Regions from separate parts of the Gossypium hirsutum genome. Here region 1 is linked to region 2. A link is a contact called in public Hi-C data. All regions are on one chromosome and are shown on one strand. Each heading gives the region's core, a stretch centred on a gene start, on an enhancer-like site or on the middle of the called end of the contact. The rest is flanking DNA. Distances are from core to core; before and after follow the strand shown. Region 1 has its middle 26 kb from the start of LOC121208637. Region 2 holds the start of LOC107896907 (GTPase-activating protein gyp1).

The links. A called contact is a pair of places that touch in the nucleus more often than the background predicts.
Region 1: a Hi-C map of leaf shows a contact between it and region 2, with 4 times the contacts expected there. The contact joins the enhancer-like site here to the promoter of LOC107896907 in region 2. A contact is called at or near these places in 9 of 34 Hi-C or Micro-C datasets (anther, callus, leaf and 1 more).

What each region holds. Positions count from the first base shown.
Region 1 is chrA10:80,410,559-80,416,468 of Gossypium_hirsutum_v2.1, forward strand. It overlaps the pseudogene LOC107896011. Among protein-coding and RNA genes, the nearest start is that of LOC121208637, 26 kb to the right of the region's middle. Within about 2 kb of position 1,578, at least 2 of the 9 cell types and tissues checked have an H3K27ac peak or open chromatin away from gene starts, as enhancers often do. A contact at or near this core is called in leaf, where this site is marked.
Region 2 is chrA10:80,320,764-80,327,133 of Gossypium_hirsutum_v2.1, forward strand. It overlaps LOC107896907 (GTPase-activating protein gyp1), which reads left to right and starts at 1,442. Exons shown (of 10, transcript XM_016822205.2): 1 at 1,442-1,925; 2 at 2,937-3,093; 3 at 3,240-3,420; 4 at 4,353-4,423; 5 at 5,412-5,549; 6 at 5,637-5,728; 7 at 5,864-6,135. The coding sequence starts at 1,837. It overlaps LOC107896908 (protein NLP9), which reads left to right. Exons shown (of 6, transcript XM_016822208.2): 6 at 1-1,149. The coding sequence ends at 676.

The DNA.
Region 1 (5,910 bases), core at 328-2,827, 90 kb after region 2:
ATTGATGTTTGGAGTGGAACACTTACCATGGAATTTGACAATAAAGTGGTTAGGTTTAATGTTTATGATGATATGGGACATCCCAATAATAAGTTACAAATTGTGCCTTGCAGGAATGTAGATCTCGATGTTAAGCAGGAGGAATTATCGATGATAAAAAAACCAATACGTGAAGCTGTCATGAAAGCCTCGAAATTAAAGCTGAAACCGTTTCCAGAACATACAATGATTTCGACAGAGAAAAATACAAACTTGGACGGAGAAGCTCAAAGACACCTCAATCCCCCTAATGATAGGGGAATCCAGGAAGGGCTTCAAAGATAATGGGCAAAGGTTGAAACTTTTCTGCAAGAACATTCAAGTGCACAAGATGGAAAAATTAAGTCTCAATGAGCCAAACGGATAACATTCATGGTCGTCGAGCTAACGACGTTAAACAAAAGCGCTTTTTGGGAGGCAACCCAAATTTATTTTCATTTATTTAATTTTGAGTTTTAGTAAGATTTAAGTTGTAAATATATAAATTTCTATTTAATCTAGTGAATTTGCTATTTTTAGGAACGTAATGAAGGTTTTGCAGAAGTCAGATAATGATGGTAGCGTGGGCACATAGTGCTAAATGCTGACAATTATTTCCCAATGCCGACAACATCAGCTGAAACACATGGGGAGAATTCTTAACTTTTCTCTTTGCTCATTGTTTGAGTTACTAAACTTTATTGCATATAACACATGCTTGAGGACAAGCATAGATTAAGTAGGGGGTTGAGTTGGTAAGTAAATATGCATGACTTTTGCTGCATCTTTTTTTTTTGCATGTGTTCAATCTTACGTTGAATTCATTCAATAGTTTATTTGACATTGAGCTTTTAATCTCATACTTAGTCAATTTGGACAATGGGGCAAATTTTTAATTTTAAATGTTCAAGTATATAGATTAGTCGATATTTGTGTATTAAAGTTGATATATATAGCTAGATTTTTTTGAATAAATTGATTGTTTGAAAAATATATTTGCTTGTGCATGAATAAATAAGTAAATTAATAACGGTTCAAGTTATGATTGAAGTTTCGAAAATGTGACCGGATTGAGTAACTGGGGTAAAGTACTTGGGTTGTCATCTTATCTCGCGTAAAAAGGTCCGACTGACAAGTCGATAACTTATAAACATTCCGTTAACTGAGCCTTCACACACACAAAAAAATAAAAATAAAATAATAAGACTGTTTGAACTGAGTAACCGGGCTAGGGTGCTTGGGTTGTCATCCTAGTTCGCCTAAAAAGGTTTAACCAGGTCAATAATTTTATTTTTTCTAATGCGTAATTAATTAATAATGCCTTGCAAATTATTAGATTTAAACTCAATTTAATGAAATGATCTGGTTTACATATTTCAGTTTTATGATACTTGTCGATCGAACTTTATATTAAAAATATAAGCCAAATTGCAAGTGTCCAATTTCAAAGTCCAAGTTTTGGTTCAATGGCTCCAGTAAAAAATCAAACAGGTCAACAAAGCCCAACAGTTCAAATCCAAATGTGGTTGAAACAAGTCGAAGCTCGAGAATATAAGCCCATGTTCGGAGCCCAAAACAGTGCAATGTTACAGTGTAAGATTGTTGAAACCCTTTTCTTTTTCATACAATATGGAGAAGTGAGGAGAAAAGGTCTAAGTACCAAAAATAACTGCAATTACTGTTCTAATTAAATCTAGAGCGCTGCCACATTCGCAAATTAAGAAAAGTAATTTAGTATTTTTTTAAAAAATGTGATACAAAAATATTTTTTTTAAAATTTGGTTTAAGATTTAAACATTAAATAATACTTTTAAAAAATTACTTTTTGAATGTTTCTATTTTTAAAATTAAAAAATTTATTAATAATTAAATGGCTTTAAATATAATGTAGTGATATTTTGTAATTTTTAAAAATAAAGTGATGATTTACCATATTGTTTTTGCAATCTATAAAAAACAAAGAAACGCCACGAAAAAGCATACGCGTGTAATCGCGGCATGACAGATTTTGTAAAAGGAAAAACACGTCGCGAGTCCGACATGAAAAAAGAGGTACATTCTAGACAGTACGTTCAACTCTCTAGATGCTACTGCATGCGACATATTAGGCGAAGTAAAAATAATCAGGTGCCGCTGCACCACACCCTACGTCTTCCCTATGCTTTCTCTCTACTCTACGCCATCGCCTCATTTGTATCAATGTTAGTAAAAAATCTAAACGCTTCACGCTCTCCCCCTTCTCGCCTGTTATTTCCATTTTCCCTTTCTCTTATATAATCCAACGCTTCCTCAGTCGCATCCAGAAACTAGAAAACAAAGTAAAACTATCATTATCAATGGCCAGTTCAGGACAGGTATCGTGGAAGTTGGAGGACCACCCAAAGCTTCCAAAGGGTAAGACCATCGCCGTTGTCGTTCTGGATGGGTGGGGCGAAAACAAGCCCGATGACTACAACTGCATCCATGTTGCTGAAACTCTCACCATGGATTCTCTCAAACAGGTTCACTTTTGGATATCTATATTTACCTTTTAAGAATTCAGTGTAAAAGATTGTGCTTTGATCTGGGATTTTCTCAAAATTTATTTGATTCGGGTAATCGTTGCTGACACTATTAGTTGGTATCGATCCCATTTCTTTCATGAAATAAAGCTTTCATCTTGTTTTCGAAGTATGTTTCTTTAGTTTTGTGATTGAGCTTCCTGCCTCTTTCTATGTTGTATATATGGATTATTGAACCTTAGGTTGTCACTTGTATAAATTTTTTTTTTGTTTAGAACTCAACTTTTATGAATTTATAATTTTAAGGATGTCTGAACTTCCTAGTTTATACTTTGATAAGTGCGTTTTTGTTGACTGAATGTACACGCAATATAACTATATATATTATTCTTTCTGGCTGGAGATGCTATGTCTAGACGTGATTATGGTGTGTCCGCCTGAAGATTCACTCCAAAGGTTTAAGTAAAAATATAGATTTCAAAATTAGGTTTAGATAAAAAGTAAAATTTATTTTTTAAATAGATTAGATTTCAGGTAAGATTTGTTGTTCGGTTCGAATTAAGTCGAATTTGTTTAAAATAATTTTTTCTGCTGTTCTTTGGTATTCTTTTGCTGCTATTTTATTATTATATTGCTATCATTTTATTATTTAGATATTATATAACTTTATTATTATTATTAATTTTGTTACTATTTTAAAGGTATTTAATGTATTATATTTTTTAAGTTTGTTTTTAGATAAAAAATATTAATATTGGCTGGTTAAGCTAGGTCGAGCTTAGGTTTAATATTTTCTATTTGGGGTGGGCTTAGATAAAATTTTAGGCTTATTTTTTGAGTTTGACTGAGCTCAAGCCTTGAAAACTTGCTTAAAATTTTGTATCAATCTGACCCGACTCATGATCAAGTCTAATCATATTTTAACCAAGCATAATATTAACATATTTTATATCTTTACAAGTTTTGCTTAACTTCAAATATGAAGTTAAAATTTTGTCTAAACTCATTCATATTTTTAAATGGCTAATCTAAATTTACTCATGTTATGTCATTTTTAAATTTAAAAAATAAATTTATATTATTTTAATTTAATATTTAATAATATTTTTTATATATTAAAATTTTATATATAGTTATCTTAACATTTTTAATGTTTACACTATAGTAGTAATATATATTATTATGAAATTAATTTTTACGGTTACAAACTACACAATATATAAAAATAACATAACATAAAAGTAAACTTTGAAAAATCGGTTGAGCCGAGTTTAGGTTTGAACATTCAAGGATTGAGTTCGGTTCATATTTTAGAGAGAGTTATTTTCTTACACTAATTCATTTTTTGCGCTTAATATTTCTATCTAAATCCTCTCAAATTTCTAATAGAAATGCTAGATAATCCAATTCATAAACAAATTAATTTATTGCGGCTACTTGTACATAGTTTTTATCCATTTGACTTTAGAATTTACACTTTCTAATTATCTGTGATTGATTCTATCAATATGTGGGAAAGATTAATATATGTTAATTTAAAGTTTAAACTATAGGGATTATATATGATTTGAACGTTATTACATTGCTTTTAGTTCATAAAGGAATCCCATAAAATATAATGCAACGAGACCCAACTTAAGTGGAATTCATGTTGTTGATAGGGTGCCCCTGAAAAATGGAGATTAATCAGAGCTCATGGAACTGCTGTAGGACTTCCAACAGAGGAAGACATGGGAAATAGTGAAGTTGGTCACAATGCTCTTGGTGCAGGACGCATTTTTGCTCAAGGGTAGGCTTCCTTTCCTGATTTTAGTTGCCTTTTTGTGTGCATGTATGCCTTTTTGTTGTCTTTTTTAAACATTTCCTATTTCATGGTATTCTGCATTATCTTCCGCTTTTCGAACAAACCACCTCTTTCCCTTCTTTCCTCTTCGCATGGACTTTTGCAAAGCTAACTTTGTTGTAAGGTTCTAAAATATTAATTCATTTGTGACTGTAGGGCTAAGCTTGTTGATCTTGCTCTTGCTTCTGGGAAAATTTACGAGGGAGAAGGATTTAAGTATATAAGTGAATCTTTTGAAAAGGGAACTCTGCACCTCATTGGATTGCTTAGTGATGGTGGTGTGCACTCCCGGCTTGATCAATTGCAGGTAATTTTGGTGATTGAGGACAGGCTCCTACCTTTTTGAGTTTTGAGTTCTCTAATGATAATTCATCTTTTAATTCAGTAGTTGCTTAAGGGAGCTAGTGACCATGGTGCTAAAAGAATTCGTGTTCACTTTCTCACTGATGGTCGTGATGTTTCGGATGGTTCAAGTGTAGGCTTTGTGGAGACAATTGAGAATGACCTTGAAAATTTACGTGAGAAAGGTGTTGATGCTCGGATTGCATCCGGTGGAGGTCGCATGTATGTTACAATGGACCGTTATGAGGTGAGAAATAATATTTACAAGTTCCAAAACCATGCAGACCCATTAGGTGATTGTATTATTTTGTACGAACAATTTGCAGTCTGTTATTTTCTGCTGCTTTGAAAAGTGTATAAGACTGAAGACTTTGATTTTTGGTTAAATTTTGCTAAAACTCAATGAATCAATTTAACGAAGAGACCCTACGTTGTCAAAACAGTTCGATCGGGATGTTTCTCCTTTATTGAATGGATTTATAAGCTGAATTTTGTAAGTGGATTTGCAGAATGACTGGGATGTTGTAAAAAGAGGATGGGATGCTCAGGTTCTGGGTGAAGCCCCACACAAGTTTACTATTAGAATATATCCCATACCTTGCCCATACCTTTCCCATACCTACCCATACCTTGGAAAGGTCAAAGTTATGGGCACCAAATATTTATTTAGTGTTGGGCATGGGATAATAGCAATTTTTGGTCCCTAAGTGAATAGGGACTTTGCAAGGTGGCCCTTGAATCTCAACTATAAATAGGCCAACCATTGCTCATTCTCATCATCCCACACTTGCCATTCTCTACTTAAGGCAATTGTTCTTTCTCCCTATTTGTAAACTTTCACTTGTATTTTTGGAGTGAAATATATTTGGTAGTGCCCGAGGACGTAGGCAAGATTTGCCGAACCTCGTTAAAATTCTGGTGTTCTTTACTATTTATTGTTCATATTTTGTGAATTTGATTGTAGTGATTTATTGTGCTATTAAATTACAATAGAGGGATATTCTGGCTAGGAAAGACTTGGTACTTAAGTGATCCTCGTGATCCACCTCTCTTTCCTGGGAATTGAACTTAGTGTGATTTTTTAGTACAATAATTTTACTCTTTCACACGCTTCCGCGCAACAATTGGTATCAGAGCCAGATTCGTACTTGGGAAATACGACCGTTTACGGTACTATTCACGTATACGGCACTATTCACGTATACG
Region 2 (6,370 bases), core at 192-2,691:
GGGTGGAAACTACAGCATGGCTGCAAGGAGTGTGCTTGTTCCAAGTACCTGTGAAGAAGTAAAGCAATCTGGTGTCCCTTGTATTGATTGTAATGATGACTCTAAGTCAGTTTCTCTAGATGCAGGATCGTTCCAGGCAGCTAGTCTTCGCACTGCAGATCGGACTTGTCCAGAAAATGCTGACGATGAGATCAATATCAGAATGGAGGCTGATGATGGGAATGCTGAACACAACCACCAACCAACTTATTCAAGTATGACAGACTCTTCAGATGGCTCTGGTTCAATGTCACATGGAAGTTCATCAAGCTCTCAAAGTTTTGATGAGGCAAAGAATTTTGAAATGAAGACAATCTGTGTTGATAGCAGCTCAAAAATTACTGTAAAAGCTACCTACAAAGATGATACTGTTCGTTTTAAGTTCGAGCCATCTGCTGGGTGCTTTGAACTATATGAAGAAATTGCAAGAAGGTTTAAACTTCAAACTGGGACATTCCAACTCAAGTATTTAGACGATGAAGAGGAATGGGTAATGTTGGTTAGTGACTCGGATTTACAGGAGTGTCTGGAAGTTATGGAGTATGTCGGAACACATAACGTGAAGTTTCAAGTTCGTGATGTGCCATGTGCTATTGGCAGTTCTGGTGGCAGCAATTGCTTTTTGGGGGGAAGCTAATAGCCAATATGCCGATGCTCAGGATGCAATCACCGGCCTTCATAATGGTTCCTTGAACTCTATCCAGCTTCTAGTTCTTACAATGGAAGATGTAATTATCTGAAAGAAGCCCTTTTTCACATTGATGTGTTACTCCATTTGGTTTCCATGCTGTTCCAAAATAAATGTCTTCTCAGCTCAAGGATGCTGTACTTGGATCTTGATTCTTGAATGGTTATAACTGCTTTGAGTTGAAGAAATGGAAAAAAAGAGGGCTTAGAAGATGTGAGCATGGATTGTAATTAATAAATTAAGATATATGTTTTTATATAGGTTTGTAAATGTTAAGGGGGAGCAATAGAAATTCTTAAGAGGGGTAGCAAAGGGCATTTATCCTATCCAGATTTAATCCAATTGATTTATGTAATAATTTTTAAAGGTGTGGTTTAACATATCTGAAATTCGAATTTCAATATATGAAATGCTTGTTGAAATCCAAGTGTGTACAATAAATATATAGTATGGAATACTACAAAATGGAAGCAGTTGATTAACTGGATTTGTGTTTTCTCTAGCAAAGCTTGCTCAAATTTCAACACCCCCCCCCCACCCGGGAAAAAATAATGCCCAGTCTAAAACTATATATATTAATAAAGTTAAAGATGGCTATTGCTCTGGGCTTGGCATGGCATAGCCCAACCCATGACAATGAGGGCCCAAATAAAAGTTTACTACTTCCTTTCTGGAGATTTGAACCAAGTGATGGGTTCTATAGGTTATTGGTTAATCGCCAGAGACATATATGCAAAAATTGCAATAAAAAGAGAAATATATTACTATATTGAATAGATGAAATTGGACAGTGTAAATCTGAATCTCATAAATATGTATTATGTTTTTGTTGGATTTAGATATTATAATTAATTCCATTCAATATAGATTATTTGTTGGTTTTTTTTTGGGGGGAGAATATTATATTTGATGTTAATGAATGTTAGGTAATGTTAGTGCTTCATGTTTTCTGGAGCTTCTTTTCATGGTGAAAAACATGAGATTCAAAGAAGAAAAAAGAGTAACAAACAAGAAGAATTAGTAGTAAAAGTGAAAAAGGCAGCCACAAACGAAGGAAAAACAGGAAAACGGAGCATGCTCTTTCCATAGCAACGCTTTACAACAAAACCATGAACAACAACACCCAGGGGGAAGATCATCAGCCTAAGAAAGAAAGCCTTGATTCCAGATTCAACCAAACCCTCAGAAATGTCCAAGGGTACATCCTTTTAACTTTATTCAATTTCCCCATTCCTCTTTCTTTCTTTCTTCCTTTAGTTCTCTGTTTTTGTTTTCTCTCCCTCTCTCTCTTTTTTCTCAATGATTTTGAATCTGGATTCTTCTACTTGTGTTTTTTGTCATTGGATTTAGATACCCTTTTGAGGGATATGTTCGGATCTTTCGAATTTCAATTCAAGTTCTCTAGTCATATAGAAGAATTTTCCTCTTCAAGGAGAAACTTTGATTTGTCGAATATTTCCGTTTCTGTTTGTTGGGTATGAATTGTTGAGTTTTGTACTTAGATTTAAGGACCCTTTCGCGCATTAAATTCAGATCTCTCGAGTTCTGCTTGATGGCATTATCACAGTTTCTATTTATCATAGATGATAATTCTGTGTGTTTAATATCTTTTTTATCTCAAAATGCCTTGATTTTGGCGTATTGTCTAATTTGATTATGACCTTGTTACAAGGGTTAAGAAAAGGTATTCCATTTCGTTAGCTTCGTTTTTCCTGATAATAAAGGCGGTTATGCACTTGGCAAATTCAGAAAGGATGTTAGCATGTGTTTCTTGATATGCTGATTAATGAGCTTGGATTTCTTAATGCCAATTGGCTGCAATGTTGTTTTGCTTAATGGGAATCTCTCTTGAGTGTAATTCATAAAGAGATCGAACTAAAAAAGGTTTCTTCTTCGGTAAGGTTGGCCTGTCTTGTTATGTCACCTTTATTTGCTCCTCCATGTGGCTTTTATTAGTGTTAGGAAATTCATGTTGTTTTCTACTCTCTCTCTCTCTCTCTCTTTTTAATTCAAATGCAAATATTGTGTTTACCATTATTTTCAATTTATAACATACCTTTATCTGAATATTTATTTATATATTGCGTAACTAGTCCACTGCTGTGTGTGTGGAGTGTTCACCCATTTTCTCTTTGCTTCATGAGCTTACTTCTCTCACAATTATTGCCTTGAATGCAAATAATAAATTTCTATTTTGCCTTTTATTAAGGTTGCTTAAGGGTCGCAGCATTCCTGGTAAAGTATTATTGACTAGAAGGTTGGAATTATTCGACAATTCAGGCATACAGCATCAATCACCCAGTTATCAAAGAAGCTATTCTCAGAATGATGCCGCAAGGAGTAATGACAGGGACAAATGCATGGAGGTGATGTTGAGAGTGAATATCTATTTTGTGTGATAGTTATTCTATTACTACAGTACCAAAAATAATTATTGTATTACTAGTGCGTCTTTTTGAAGTTCTTTAAAAATTGGTAAGGTTATTAACTGAAAAATTTTTGTTTCATATAGGGAGGGGTCAGAAATACAAATAACTCAGATAGTAATGCAACTGTTAATAAGTTAAGATCTTCAGCCTCAAACATTGAGACCTCTGCTAGAGAAGTCAAGTCTGTGATGGGTGCAAGATCTACAGATTCTGCAAGGGTTTTGAAGTTCACTAAAGAGCTCTCAGGGCAAATGATCGTAGTAGGTACTATGTCTATTTTGTTGCTTCAGGATGATTTAGAGTCTGTAACTCTGCTGAAACTTTTACGAGTGGTGTTACTTGAGTAGAGCCATTCTAGAAATAATATGGAGCGAAGTTGAAGTAAGCTCTACAGCTGCTTTGTCTAGCACAAAAAATAGAGCTAAATGTTCTTAATTTTTTATTGCAAAATATGTTATGTAGTAGAGAAGCTGATTCAAAAGTAGACACTTGCTTGTTTGTTGTCAATTGGAGATGGCATGGTGACATTAAGAGATATATAAAGTTTGTGATAGCATGATGCTATTAGTATATGTAGTTCTGTACATGTTAATAATACTTTTGGGACTGCTTGTAATCTATAGATGCTAAATCTAAATGTTGATGACACTGTACACGCTCCTTTATCAAAGTGTATTCTCCTTTCTCTTGCATGTTTTAACCCATTATGGTGTTTATATTGCTAAAAATTGTTCGAAACTATTTCCTTTCTTGAAACAGTCACAACAACAGATACTGTAAACAAATTCGGTTTCTATTGCATTTAGACAATAGGATTCACACATTACTAGTACCAACAAGATATGAAATCACATATGTTCAATTTTCTTATCATATTAGAGAGAAACAAAATATTGCTTTGGTGTTTATATGCCCACTTTTCCCATCATATCAGAAAGAAACAAAATTCTGCATTGGCCTGACATCTTCATTCTGCATTCTAATGTATAGCCCCTACTGATTCTGATTTTTGTTATCCTATATGCACTTTTATCCGTGTTAATTGTATAGCGAATATTTTCATGCTGCACATTGTCACTTTCTGAGTTTGATAGAGAACCTAGTCTTTTCCGTAGCCTTACTTTTCCGTCCTCTAGTTTAACAAACTTTTTATTAGTAGAATTATAGTTTGACTTGATCATGATTTCCTTGTGCAGAGAGATTACGTGAATTAGCTTGGAGTGGTGTTCCAACTTACATGCGTCCTGATGTATGGAGACTTCTTCTGGTATGCTTGATGATCTAATGAAACTATCAGTTTTAGGCACTTGGAGGACTGGCACTGTATATTAACTAATTTGTTCATCTTCTTTTCTGCAAAGGCTGCTATTTCTTATGTTGTCCCATTAGGGTTGAAATGATACTAATGATTTTCTTTTACTTGCCAGTTGCCACCATTAATGATCCATTTTGTGAATCCTCTAAAGAAACAATCCCTGTATAATCCTCAAGAGTTGTGGTTTTGAAGTTTTATAACAAATTGCTGCATCCTAGTCTAATAAATTGCTACTATAAAATGATCCCAAGACACTAGGCTGCTTTTAGGCTTTGCTTGGTAGAGTGGAAAGAAAATTGGGAAGATGGAAATCGAAGGAATAGAAAAAATAGAAACATCGAAAATATATATTTTTTCTTTCCATTGATGTGCTTGGTAGAAAGATGAAAAAAAAATAAGAAAAAGTAATTTTCTTTCCATTCATTGCTTGGTAGAGTTGAAATATGGGAGGAAAGAAAATAAAACTTTTGAAAAATCCATAATTTTGAATTAACTTACACCTCTCTCATTTCTCTCCTCTTATCATGCCACTTTTGAAAGTGGTCATTTCTCTTATTTTCTTTCCTCTTAATTCTCTTTCTTACTAGGCACTCCCAAAATTTGTTTTCTTTATGCTTTTCCAGTCCCTCTTTCCGCTTTTCTACTCAACCAAGCACGCCTTTTATGTCAAATGCTTCTTTTTTAGGAGGTATTGGTTTTAGTTTGTTATTCTGGAATGCGATAGTCTCTTAAGGGAGTTGGTTTTCTCTTTGTTGCATAGCTTCATGCCTTTCTATTCCAATTAATGAAATCAATCAGGCCACTGTTTAGAGCATGCATGGAAGAACATATATGTCTAATATTTTATATTCATGCTTAACTAATGAGTCATTTAATAGGCATGGTTATCTTAATTATATTTTGGTTGCTTGTTTGAAATTAAAGTATGAACTGACAACAGGGATATGCACCACCTAATTCAGATAGAAGGGAGGGAGTTCTAAGGAGGAAACGCCTTGAATATCTTGATTGTGTTGCTCAATTTTATGACATTCCGGATACTGAACGTTCAGATGATGAGATCAATATGCTTCGCCAGGTACCTTTAGCCCATACTGAATTCCCCAATTCTGATATCAGCCTTCTATGCCCGATTATTAACAATTGCCTTTATTCTGTTCATTAGATTGCTGTTGATTGTCCTAGAACGGTACCTGATGTTGCCTTCTTTCAGCAAGCACAAGTTCAAAAATCCTTGGAGCGCATTCTTTATACATGGTAAGAAATTATTTACATTAGCGAGTTCAAATTTATTGATGACTTATTATAACACGTAATGTTTGGAATCAAGATGCTGTAAGATCCCATTTGTTGTTACGGGGTAATGATGTTTTTCTTCAACTTCATGTATAGGGCCATTCGGCATCCTGCTAGTGGATATGTGCAGGGGATAAATGATCTAGTTACACCCTTTCTAGTTGTCTTCTTATCAGAGTACTTAGACGGGAGCATAGATAGTTGGTCAATCTCTGAATTATCTTCAGCGAACATCTCCAACATAGAAGCCGACTGTTATTGGTGCTTGTCACAGTTGCTTGATGGCATGCAAGACCATTACACATTTGCTCAACCAGGAATCCAGAGGCTTGTATTTAAGCTGAAGGAATTGGTTAGGCGAATTGATGGTAAACTCTTTAGGGGCAATCAGTTCTCTCCCTGGCATTCTTTTTTATTCATGAACTCAACCACCTTGTAGGAAATTTAAGCTTTCATTTATGTGCAGATATTTTAGTAATGGTTATATAGAAAGCTAAAGGATGTGTTTGTGCAGGCCCCCCTATTTTCTTACTGATATAGAGAAAGGGAATAGGTTTTAGTGAGTTTGTGTGTGTTTGAGCATGCATGTCTTTATGTTGTGTA